2 separate regions of the Mus musculus genome follow, and region 2 is linked to region 1. The links are chromatin contacts, called in public Hi-C maps. All regions are on one chromosome and are shown on one strand. Each heading gives the region's core, a stretch centred on a gene start, on an enhancer-like site or on the middle of the called end of the contact. The rest is flanking DNA. Distances are from core to core; before and after follow the strand shown.

Region 1 (5,694 bases), core at 930-3,429:
TTGAGAGACCTTGCTGGAGAGCTCATAAGAAGGACCTTACGTGTTTTACAGCACAGTTGACTCCTCGGTGGGTTTTGGGTACCTGCAACTTGGGCGTAACATAGTGTTCTTGATTGCAAGTTAATAGAATATTCCAGTCAGTGGTCACATAGACCAGAGGCTCTGGATTCGGGCATGTTTGGACATGACCCTTTCCACTCCCCTGGCCTTTTAAATTACTATTATTGTTGTTGTTGTTATTATTATTATTATTATTATTATTATTATTTGGATGATACTTTTCTTCAACTGGACTTTAACAAGTTCTTCCCATGTCATTTCTAGACAGACCCAATACCCCCAAGGGTATTGGCACTGCTTTCAGAAACATCAGGCAAAGAGACCACCCATTTATTAGTGCTTCGAGAAAACCATCAGAATGACATTTCAGCCCTCCTTGACTTCATTTTCCCATTCCTGACTTCATCTCTGTGGTCAAGGGGTTGGTAACTGCTAACTTTCCCTGACTGATCAGCATCAACTTTGGAATCAATCCTGCCTAAAACATGATCAGAAAATGTAGAGAAACACGGGAAGGGGGAAGAAGCTCACGGGTGCTAGGGAGGTAGCCATGAACAGCAGGCGTGCACATTGGGCAGTAAGGATCTTTAGAAATCTTCTTTTCCAGTGGTGTATGGATGGCGTCCCTGCATTCAGTCATTCATGCACCTAGTGCATATTAAGGGCCTGTCTGAAGCCAGAGAGTGCACTAGGAGCTGTTGGGCCATAAGGATACATAAGACCAAGACTTGACTGGAGAAAGCCCAATGTCACATGATGGCCCCAAATTTCTGCTCTCTCTCCATTTCCCTGTGGGATTAGAAGCTCTTGTTATCCTCTTAGAAACAAACACTATCACTTCCTTAGCTATGTCCTTGGGAGGCTCTTATCCCTAAACACCATACATCTGGAGCTCAACTACTAAAACCAACCCCCACCCCCACCCCACCCCACCCCACCCCATCCCACCCCCACCCCCGCAAAACCACAGGCAAAGTCACTGAGGAAGTGTTGGAGTTAATGGCCTAAAAGAATTGCCACTTTTGAATTCACTTAAAAACAACAAGGAAGCCACATTTGAATATTAAGTCAGAAGTGTGTGAAATGTGAGCCTGGAGCTGACAGGTTCAAAAGCCAACCGTTATGGGACTAGTCTGATTTTCTTTAGTAAGAGACCAAAAGCAACCATGCAGTTGATGCTGGAATGACAGCTCTCCCAGGAGCCCTCCTCCAGTGGGAGGTCAGGTACTCAGAGCTTGTGCTGATTATTCTAAACAGGAGCTTGGGACCTCACACCCTTGATCTGTAGAACTGCCAAAGTCAAATCACCTGACGGGAATAGGATAGTAGTTATTCTTTGATCCTATCCCAATCTGTGAGTCATAAAAGTAGCCTGTGTGCAATTTGTCAAACCCCATAGATCCTGCTTATGTACACAGATACCTGGCTCCCTGCTTTGGGGCCCCACACACCTTGTCTTTGGGTTACCATGGTGCCATTGGCCAAGCAGTGAATTTTAAGATAATATTTTATTAGCAAGGCAAAGCCTTCACATGGTAGCTAGAGGTGAGGTTGGAACCAGGAAGTCATCTATAGTACCAGTAACCTGCTGCTCATAGCTGGGGGACATGGCAGTAGCCAGGCTGATACTGCTTATTCATTATGTACTGGCCAGAGGCAGTACTTTTAGAAGGGAGTGGACTGCAGAGCCCAATCTAGAGGGCTAGGATCCACCCATCTCAGTCCTAAGTCCTGTTTTTGAGTGGCTTCAGCACTCTGCTTGCATGACCTTTCCCATATTGCCCACAGGAACATGTTGACTTATCCCTATGTTGACAAGGTGAGTCAACTTTTGTTATGCAAGAATAAAATATTAGCTTTCTCAATCCTTAGACTCCAAGGGGAGCAAGGTGTCCCTTCTCTACCTCCACAAACCTCAGGGACCTCCACCACTGCCAAACAGGTTGACCCAGTGGGAGAACTCTCTCCTGTGCTGGAAAAGGCCCCTGGCTAGGGAGGGCCTCCAGTATGCATGGGACATTGCTGTAGAAGCAGATGCTACCGTGTCACTCCTCTGCTTGTGGAACCACCTTAAGAGTGGCATTCATTCGTGCATTTTGCTTGTGAAGTATGTTTGTTGAGTTAAATCAGGAAGTGAGACTTTCAGACGTTGTGACATATTTTATACCTCAAATGCGCCTTGGAGAATTATTCCCGTGGGTGTTTGATTAGCTAACCCTTTAAATGGTGTACAGGACCCTACTGAAAGCTAAGGTAGGAAGCTTCCTGGCTTTTGATTGGCTCTCATGTCAGCATCCGGAGAGATAGACACATGACCCAAGTGGTCCACTGGCTTCCCTTCCATTTTGGCAAACTCTGCTGCTCAGAGAGCATAGAGCAAGCCTCAGGAGTCTGAAGACCTTTTGGCTGAGAAAAGGCCACTAGCTAATGATGTCTGTCATGTCACTTCCAGGAGTGGAAGTGGCTGCCTGGCTTATTGTGCTTCAGAAGCCTTTCCCACTTCCTCTTCCAAACCATCCCTTAAGCTTCTGTTCCCAGTGTGTGGCTGGTGAGCCTGCATTTCTCTATGCCCAAGTGACAACTGCCCCAGAGGGTGAGTTTACGGGATCTGGGCTGCTGACATCAAGCACACTGTCCAGAAGTGCACCATGCCTGCATCCTTCTGTTCCATCAACAGCATCTCAGCTCCTTCTCATCCAGAATCCGCTTTGCCTCATTCCCTCATCTTACACACTCTCACAATCTCTGCTGTGTGTGAATAAACCACTGTCTTCCCTTCTCCCTGCTTCCCAGTGTCCCCTGCCTGGTCTCCCCTTTGGTGAGGTCAAGACAGTACCTCTGCCCTGGATGCGCTCAAGGATCTTCTGGAAATGTCTAGGAAAACAGATTTTGAAGACTCCTTCCAGATTCATGGAGTGGATTGTGCCCAGGATAGAGACTAGGAATCTATATTTTGTGACAGCTTCCAGTAAATTCTAATGGGATCAGACCCACGTGGGACTTTTCTAGCAACTGTGCTAGAAAGCCATTGACTTTGGGCCTGGACATCCAGATTTGAAACTTGATTTGGTCCTATTGTTGGTGTGACTTTCAGTGTCTTCAAAATGAGCTCTAACTTTGTTAGCACAAGTGAGTAAACCCTTGAGGGAAGAGTCAATGAGAACATGCTAGAATGTCTGATTTACAGCAAGCTCCAAGCAATGCCAGTGCCCTTGTTTGCTTTCTGTTGCTGTGATAAACACCATGACCAGAAGCAACTTGAGGAGGAAAGGATTTCTTTAGCTTAGAGTCATACTCTATCACTGAGGAAGTTGGGGTTGGGAACTCAAGGCAGGAATCTAGAGGCAGAACTAAAGCAGAGGCCATAGAGGAATGCTGCTTACTAGCTTGCTCTCCATGGCTCCCTGACCTGCTTTCTTTTACACCCCAAGACCACCTGCCCAAGGGTAGTACCAGTGGGCTGGGTCCTCCCATATCAATCATTAATCAACAACAACTAAGAAATATCCCCCAAAATGTTCATCATCCCTAGCAATTAGGGAAATGCAAATCAAAGCAACTTGGAGATTTTGTTTTACTCCAGCAAGAATGGCAAGATCAACAAGACAGCAGACGACAGATGAGGGGAAGCAGATCCTTCACTCATTGATGGTGGGATGGCACACATGTCCAGTCACTCTGGAAATCAGTGTGGAGAAGTCTCAAAGGGCCAAAATTGAATCTATCATGTGACCCAGAAATACCACTCTTTGGTATGTGCCAAGAGGGCTGGATGACTTATACCACAGATGGCTGTTCAGCCATGTTCGTGGTTGTTATATTCACAATAGCAAATAGGAGAAACCTAAATGTCCTATAACCAGTACAATTATAACCAGTACAATTAACGGATAGAAAATGAAAGTGTGGTACATGGACTCTATGGAGTATTATTCAGCCATAAAAAGTGAAACCCTGAACTTTGCAAGTAAACTAGAATAGATCATGTTGAAAATAGAATAGAATAAAAACTAGAATAGATCATATTGAGTGATGTAACTTAGATCCAGAAAGATAAGGATCTCTCTTATCTGAAGCTTCTAGTTAAATCTTCAGATGTGAGTACATAGCTTGGAGTAACTGCAGAAACCAGGAAAATAAAAAGGGACCATTACAGGGTCAGAGCAACAGAGAGGGGAGTAACAGGGTACAAGTGATGTGAACAGGAAAATGGGAAAATGGGAGGCTGTACTTAGGAAAGGAGGGGGATAAATGCAGAAGGAAGTGAAAAAATAAGCCATAAGGAATCATGCTATTAACTATCTACTTAAAATATATTTATAATACATGCAGCTTTATGTGTAAATAGATAATATATTGTTTAAATGAATTGTTCCCATCTGGACTGACAATGCTCCATCCAAGGTCCATAGACTAGCAACAGCAACAAAAATAATACCAGGCACGAGAAGCCCTCTTTTGGGCTGTTCATGGTTGTCCAAGAGACATTAACACATTATAGACTGTTGCTGCTGTACTTGCTTGCCCTTCAGAGGTGGAAAGTAAGTCCTTATTGCTGAAGATGCCATCCACTTTGGACATAGAACACAGAGACCCCTGAGCTGGAACTGACCCAAAGCCTCCTTGAGGACTAGAAGGCAAGGTGTCATGCAAGTTTCCAGAGGGAAATAACCAATGATTCTACCCAGCTATGACACCTATGGACCACAGCAATGGCCCGCCAGCAAGGCACAGTAGCCCTAAAGGGTCAGTGCTGGCATGCATAACTTGGTGGTAGCCAATAGCATTATAGCATCCTAATTGGACTTAAGACATGCTCAACAAGAGGGAAGTCAGGCCTGGTGCTGGAAACCTAGCCAACTACCCAGGGAAGTCATGGATCTTGGATTAGAACTTTCAACTGTCTTCACTTTACTAAATCAGCAAAACCCTTAACTACCATCTAAACATCTGTCCTTATACCCACATATGAATGGAATCCTCACCCCTCATCAAACAAACCTCTCTTTGTAACAAAGAGACTGTTGCAGAACACTACAACTAATCTAAATGCTGAACTGCGGAGCACAGTCCCAACTGATACAATTACAACTCTTATTCCTAAGGCTCAGGGATCATTGTAGAAGAAGGGTGAAAGAAAGGTCTGAAAAGCCAGAGGAACAGGGGATTTGCTGTGAGTTCGTGTCTAGTCGGGATGTCAGAGATATAGCCATAAAGTTTGACCAACATGACTGCCCAAACACAAACTGACGAAGCACAAGAGACATGCAGATGAGAGACAGCTTAAGAGGCCCTAGTCCCCCACAAAGAGCTACAGGCAGCTAAAGAATGCTGAGAGCAGGAGAGATAGCCTTCCCCAGGGAAGAGCACACCAATTGATTCTCCAGTATCAAATGGTCAGCTCTGAAAGCATATATACAAGTAACATTATACAGTGTGTATATATATATATACATACATACACACACACACACACACACACACACACACACACGTGTGTATAATAGCAGTTAATAAAAGAGACTATGAACTTGAAAGAGGGCAAAGGAGGTGTGACTATGGAAGGGTTTAAAGGGAGAAATGATGTAATTATATTGCAATCCCCAAAATAAAAGAAACTAGTTTTCAAAAGAG
Region 2 (5,273 bases), core at 1,233-3,732, 220 kb before region 1:
CCCCGCCCTTCCTGGAGCCACTGTGTGCTTTGCCTATCCACATGAGTAAAACCTTTCCCCAGAACCTCTGTCACTCACCAGGACCCCCAGCCCCCTATACTTTCATTCACCCAGTACTGAAATCAAACTCCATATAACAAGGGGTAGGAAAACCAGGAGAACAGGAAGGAAGTCATCCCCACCCTTCCCAGCCTCTTGGAAGTATGGGGTGCTGGGGTACTGACTTCAGGATGCCCAACCCTCAGAACCTTCCTAGGTTCCTATACAGCAGTGGACCAGTAGCCCTCAAGCTTGGTCATAGATTAAAATAATGTGGATAATCTCTTTTCAAATGACTTTGCCTTGACTGAAGCCAGAGGAGTTGTACTCCCCTTATCCCACCCCTTGACCCCTGTGTGGAGTAGGATGGCACTCTCAGCTTTCCCCCGACGATTCTTACAAGCAAAAAAACAGCTAGAGACCTGCTAGATGATAGAGAGCCTGCTTTTTCAGTCTCCTAGGCAACTAATCTCCAATACTCTCTTCTCCCCCACCTTCCTGTGACCTGGCAGGGTTAAGGTTATCTCTAGACACTCAGAAAAATAGCCTGGTCCTAAGAGGCCACACTACAGGACAAGTCAAACAGCAATGTGCCAAACAGGGTTCTCATGAGGCCGTGAAGCACGGCACCCTGCATTCCTGGGATGCTAGCAGACTTCCAACCTCAGCTGACCTGCCTCCTTGGTGCTCAGCGGCCCTTGAAGCACCTGGTTTTAAAGAGAACCCAACCCCTACCATGTGTCTTTCTCCTTCAATGAGTTGAGCAGCCTATGCACTGATGCCATACCTGAACCAGGTGCTGCGATATGAAGGTGCTATTTAATGCTATGTACCCGAGAGTCAGCCATAGCACGTCATGCTTGTGTGACGAATCATGACATCATAACCAGGATAGACAATACTTGCTATGGCCCACACGAACGGCATAACATTCTTATAGATAATCCATGACATATCCAGATCTCACTTGTGAGGTGAGGCCCTTCTCCAAGGAAAGAGGAGAAATGCACAAGGACATGACGAAGAAAACCTCACTGCAAACATGGGGGCCACTGAAATAAGGAACTTCTGCTAATTGGTGGTAGGTAGGATGGAATTCAGACTTTTGAAAATATTAATCTTACTTTAGCTACGATTCAAGACATTTAGGTCTCCCATCTCAAAGCTTTAAAGTGATTTTCTTCATCAATACGTTTTATATTGCAGAGTACTTCTTTTTAAATCTCAGTACATTTTTTTGCTTATTTGTTTATTAACTGGCACCTGTGAGCATTAATAAACAAGTTTTGAGAGCTGGTTCTCTCCTGCCATGGAGCTCAGGGGGCCGTCAGGTCCTCAGGTTTGATAGTGGGTACATTCAGACCCACCATCTCTCGGCTCTGGGGTATACACTCGGAATTAAGGATTTTTAAAGACCGCCCCCCCCCCTGCCATCCCAAGTCTAACTTCTTAAACTTAGTCACGGAGATGTCTGAGGACTCTTCTCTACACATGTGCTCCACTTATGGACATTACATACGCTGAAGACACAGCACAGTGATAAGGCCATGCTGTTTTTGTGGTCACTGGACCTCAGGTTGTGGGGTGTCTCTCCGCAGCAGTGAGTCACATCACCACCATGCCCCATGCATCCAGCACAGTGTGTAAATTCATCTAATAGCACACACTGTCTGCTCTCCCAAAGCTGTGGGTTAGCTCCTACTCACAGTCAGGAAGAAAAAAAAAGTACTCTGTAAAGAGTGTGGCTATGGGAGCTACACTGCCAGGACTGGAGTTCCGACTAGCTGTTTTATATCTGCGTGTCCTTGAGTCCATGCCTTACTTTCGCTGTGTCTCCGTGCCCTCTGCCTGGAAGCACAGGTTGTTATTTATATGAGCAGCAGGTACAGTCACAACACTTCTTTCAGGCAGCGTCTGGTGTTACCTTTTTTAAAGTGTCAGTTCAGGTTGGGTTTTTGATGAGTGGGAAGACAGCTACGTGTAGCTACATATAGGGGCAGGTGGGCAGAGGAACACGCGATTGAGGACTCAAAGGCAGGGCTTTTGAGATGGCTATTCAAGCTTGGGATGGATGGCTTAGATGGATAATCGCCCCGGGTAAAGAGTTACCTGTTTGAAGATGAAGAAAAGAAACAGTTTATGAATGAGTCAAGGGCCTGAGTATAACCATGTCGAGAGCTACTGAGAGAAGGAAGACACGATGAAATGCGAAGGAGCAGAGGAATCCTGGACTTGTGAGATACACGGAGAACAACAGCAGATGCCCTGCGCGTGGGTGGAGCACAAGTGGCTGAGCCCTGTCCTGGTGCACAGACAACAACCGACAACAACCGTGGCAGCCTGCAATCCCAGTAGCTAGGGAAGTGAAGACAGAAGTGTGACTGCCTGGGCTACACAGAAAGACCCAATCAAGACTCCGGAGGGAGGAGAAAGGGGAGGGAGGAGAGGGAGGGGAGGGAGAAAGTGAGGGAGGGAAAGTAAGGGGAAAGGAAAAGAACTAGATCCAGTTTATCCACTGGCCTCTCAATTCCTCTGGCGACCCCTGGTGGCCAGTCACAAACTTGGCTACTCTTTCCTCAATGTTTCTTGCATGATGAACAGCCAGCCCCAAGGAGGCACTTCTTCTCTTCTGTCCGTGAAACTATCTACACCAGCATATCCCACTACTTACTTTCGATGATGGACAAAGAAAACGATTGTGTGCCTTCATAAAAGCAAAATTCCTGAAATCTAAACTGGTCCTGATGTGGCCTGTCACCTTCCAAGCGTCAGCTATGCATACTCTAGACTTTTTAAAGGTATCTCCAGCCAGACCAGACCCCAGCTTTACAGTCAGAGATAGATAACAAGACACAGTAGACATGATTTCTATTTGCACATCAACACGTTGCTGAAATGGAGAGTCAGTATGTCAGGAACAGGGACTAAAGACAACGATTTCAGTTCTTTCGATCAACATGGTTGTTCTAAGTTTGCTTTTCATTGCTGTTATAAACACCATGGCCAAAAGCAACTGGGGTGGGAAAGCTCTTATTTCATCTTACATGTTATAATCCATCATTAAAGGAAATTGGGGCAAACACTCAAGGAAGGAACCAAATCCATGGCCACAGAGGGATGTTGCTTATTGGCTTGCTCGGCCTGCTTTCTTATACCTCCAAAGATCGCCTGCCCACATAAATCACTAATCAAGAAAATACTCCACAGTCCAATCTGATAGATGTAACTCTCCAATTGACATTCCCTCTTCCCAGGTGTTTGTGTCAAGCCAACAAAAATCTGACCAGTGATTAAGGGCCCTGAAGAGGATAGGAGCTCCACAGGACAACCAACAGAGTCAACTAACCTGGACCCTTGGGAGCTCTCAGAGACTGAACCACCAACCAAAGAACATGCACGGGCTGGACCCAGGCCCCTTGCATATATGTAGCAGACGTGCAGGTCGGTCTTCATGAGGGTCCTGAACAACTGGAGCAGGGACGATAACAAAAGCTATTGCCTCTATGTGGAATATGTTCTTCTAGCTGGGCTACCTTGTCTGACTTTAATGGGAGAGGATTCACCCTGAAGAAACTTGATGCGCCAGGATGGGGGGGATCCCCAGGGGGAGGGGCCTCCACTCTCTCAGAGGAGAAGAGGAGGGGAGATGGGGGAGGGGATATATGGGGAGGGGGGACCAGGAGGGAGGGCAGTGATCAGGATGTAAAGTGAATGAATGAATGAATGAATTAATTAATTAATTAATTAATTGAGAAAAAGAATACAGTAAAACAAAACAAAACAATCTAACTAGTGGTTGTATTTTACATAGACAATTCCATTGATGTGGCTCTAGGGAATTAAACAGCTTACCACGTGTGGGGGCAGTATTTTGGCCAGAACCCAATCTGCATACATTTTTCTAGCCAACCCTTTCTTCCCTTCCACTAAGAAACACCATTCTAGAAAAGAGGATGCAACAGCCCACCACTGCCAGACTTCAAGGCAGGCTTAAAGTGGCAAGTGTGCTGTGGTAACTCAGTGACACCCTCTCTGTAGTTCTAAATGCAACGACTGGAGGCTTGCTTGCTTTACGTAACATGTTCTCTCTTAAGTGAAGCCATTAGTACCCAAGGTAAAGTCTTAACACCCCCCCCCCCGGTGCATCTGAGTGGACCCCCACCCTGCCGCACAGATCTCTCTGCCTACGATGCTTCAGCTGCCACGCCATGTTGATCAAGGAAAAGGATTTTTATTTAAAGCAATTAGTTTTGTAACCAGAATCATTGAGTAGCTTGGCAGAACCATTTTAATTCTACACACATAGTCCCAACACATGTGAACAGCTTGCTTACGACAGCCATGTGTTCCCAGGGAAGGTTGTTCACAGTGCTTCCTGTTGACAACATTAAACTGTCTTTAAACTGTGATCATTCATAGGGAAAATTAACTTTTTCAGTTGTCTCCCCCTGTCTTCTTAGATCATCCCCAACCTCCTCTGAGCTCTTATCAAGCGTTGACTTATCTCCTCATCAAGAGGCAGCCTCAAGCCCGTAGACTCCTCACCAGGCTCTTCCCTAAACATCCCAGGAGATAACAAGCCCCAGGCAAGAAAGCTATAGCTTAGAAGGAATGTGAGAGGCAGTGTGAATGAGGGAGTCTGGTCTCATTTCTGAGTCTAGCTAAGATGAAAGATGACTGGAAAAGTTAATAACCTCAGTCTTTGTGTAGAATTTTAATTTCCCCAATGGACAATTGGGCACACAAAGTTTTCTGCAGAGTCCTAATATACATATTAATAGAGTGGTCTATAACTTACAATTTATGGCCACTTTGTTTTGTTTCATATGGTTTTGCTATTTCAGATCCTTGGTGCCTCAAGAACATCAATGAAGATGCTGACCCAGTAGCTCTGTAGCCACTTGCAATAAATATAGTTTGAGAAATCCTTTGACCCACATGCCTTTCACAGAACTGGTCCCTACATTCAGCATAGCAAAGGCCCATTGGCCATATTATATCACATGATCCTTGGCTGATTGGATCAAGGAAGATCACCTGATAGGAACTTGGCCAATCACACTAGACCTTTAGGCACACACTAGTGAATCCTTGTTGGTTCTATAACTAAGGCCATGGAAGCTTGGAAACTATGGTTTGACCAAGTTGGCCAAGTGCCTGAGGAAGGAAAGCATACTGACATGTCAAGAATGAGAGTCAGTGGCACACTGGCTGCTCCAGTTCCTGAGATCTTT

The links. Hi-C and Micro-C count contacts between places; a contact is called where the count stands out from the background.
Region 2: a Hi-C map of bone marrow-derived macrophages shows a contact between it and region 1, with 50 read pairs. The contact joins two enhancer-like sites. A contact is called at or near these places in 7 of 484 Hi-C or Micro-C datasets (bone marrow-derived macrophages, embryonic stem cells, group 2 innate lymphoid cells and 4 more), 3 of 115 datasets of contacts at active chromatin or transcription factors (bone marrow-derived dendritic cells, embryonic basal ganglia and stem cell-derived neural progenitor cells) and 1 of 9 other capture datasets (embryonic stem cells).

The regions. Positions count from the first base shown.
Region 1 is chr6:54,177,837-54,183,530 of GRCm38.p6, forward strand. All of the region lies in intron 2 of Chn2 (chimerin 2), which reads left to right. Among named protein-coding and RNA genes, the nearest start is that of 9530036M11Rik, 28 kb to the left of the region's middle. Within about 2 kb of position 2,180, at least 28 of the 459 cell types and tissues checked have an H3K27ac peak or open chromatin away from gene starts, as enhancers often do. A contact at or near this core is called in bone marrow-derived macrophages, where this site is marked.
Region 2 is chr6:53,956,054-53,961,326 of GRCm38.p6, forward strand. All of the region lies in intron 3 of Cpvl (carboxypeptidase, vitellogenic-like), which reads right to left. Among named protein-coding and RNA genes, the nearest start is that of Cpvl, 20 kb to the right of the region's middle. Within about 2 kb of position 2,483, at least 23 of the 459 cell types and tissues checked have an H3K27ac peak or open chromatin away from gene starts, as enhancers often do. A contact at or near this core is called in bone marrow-derived macrophages, where this site is marked.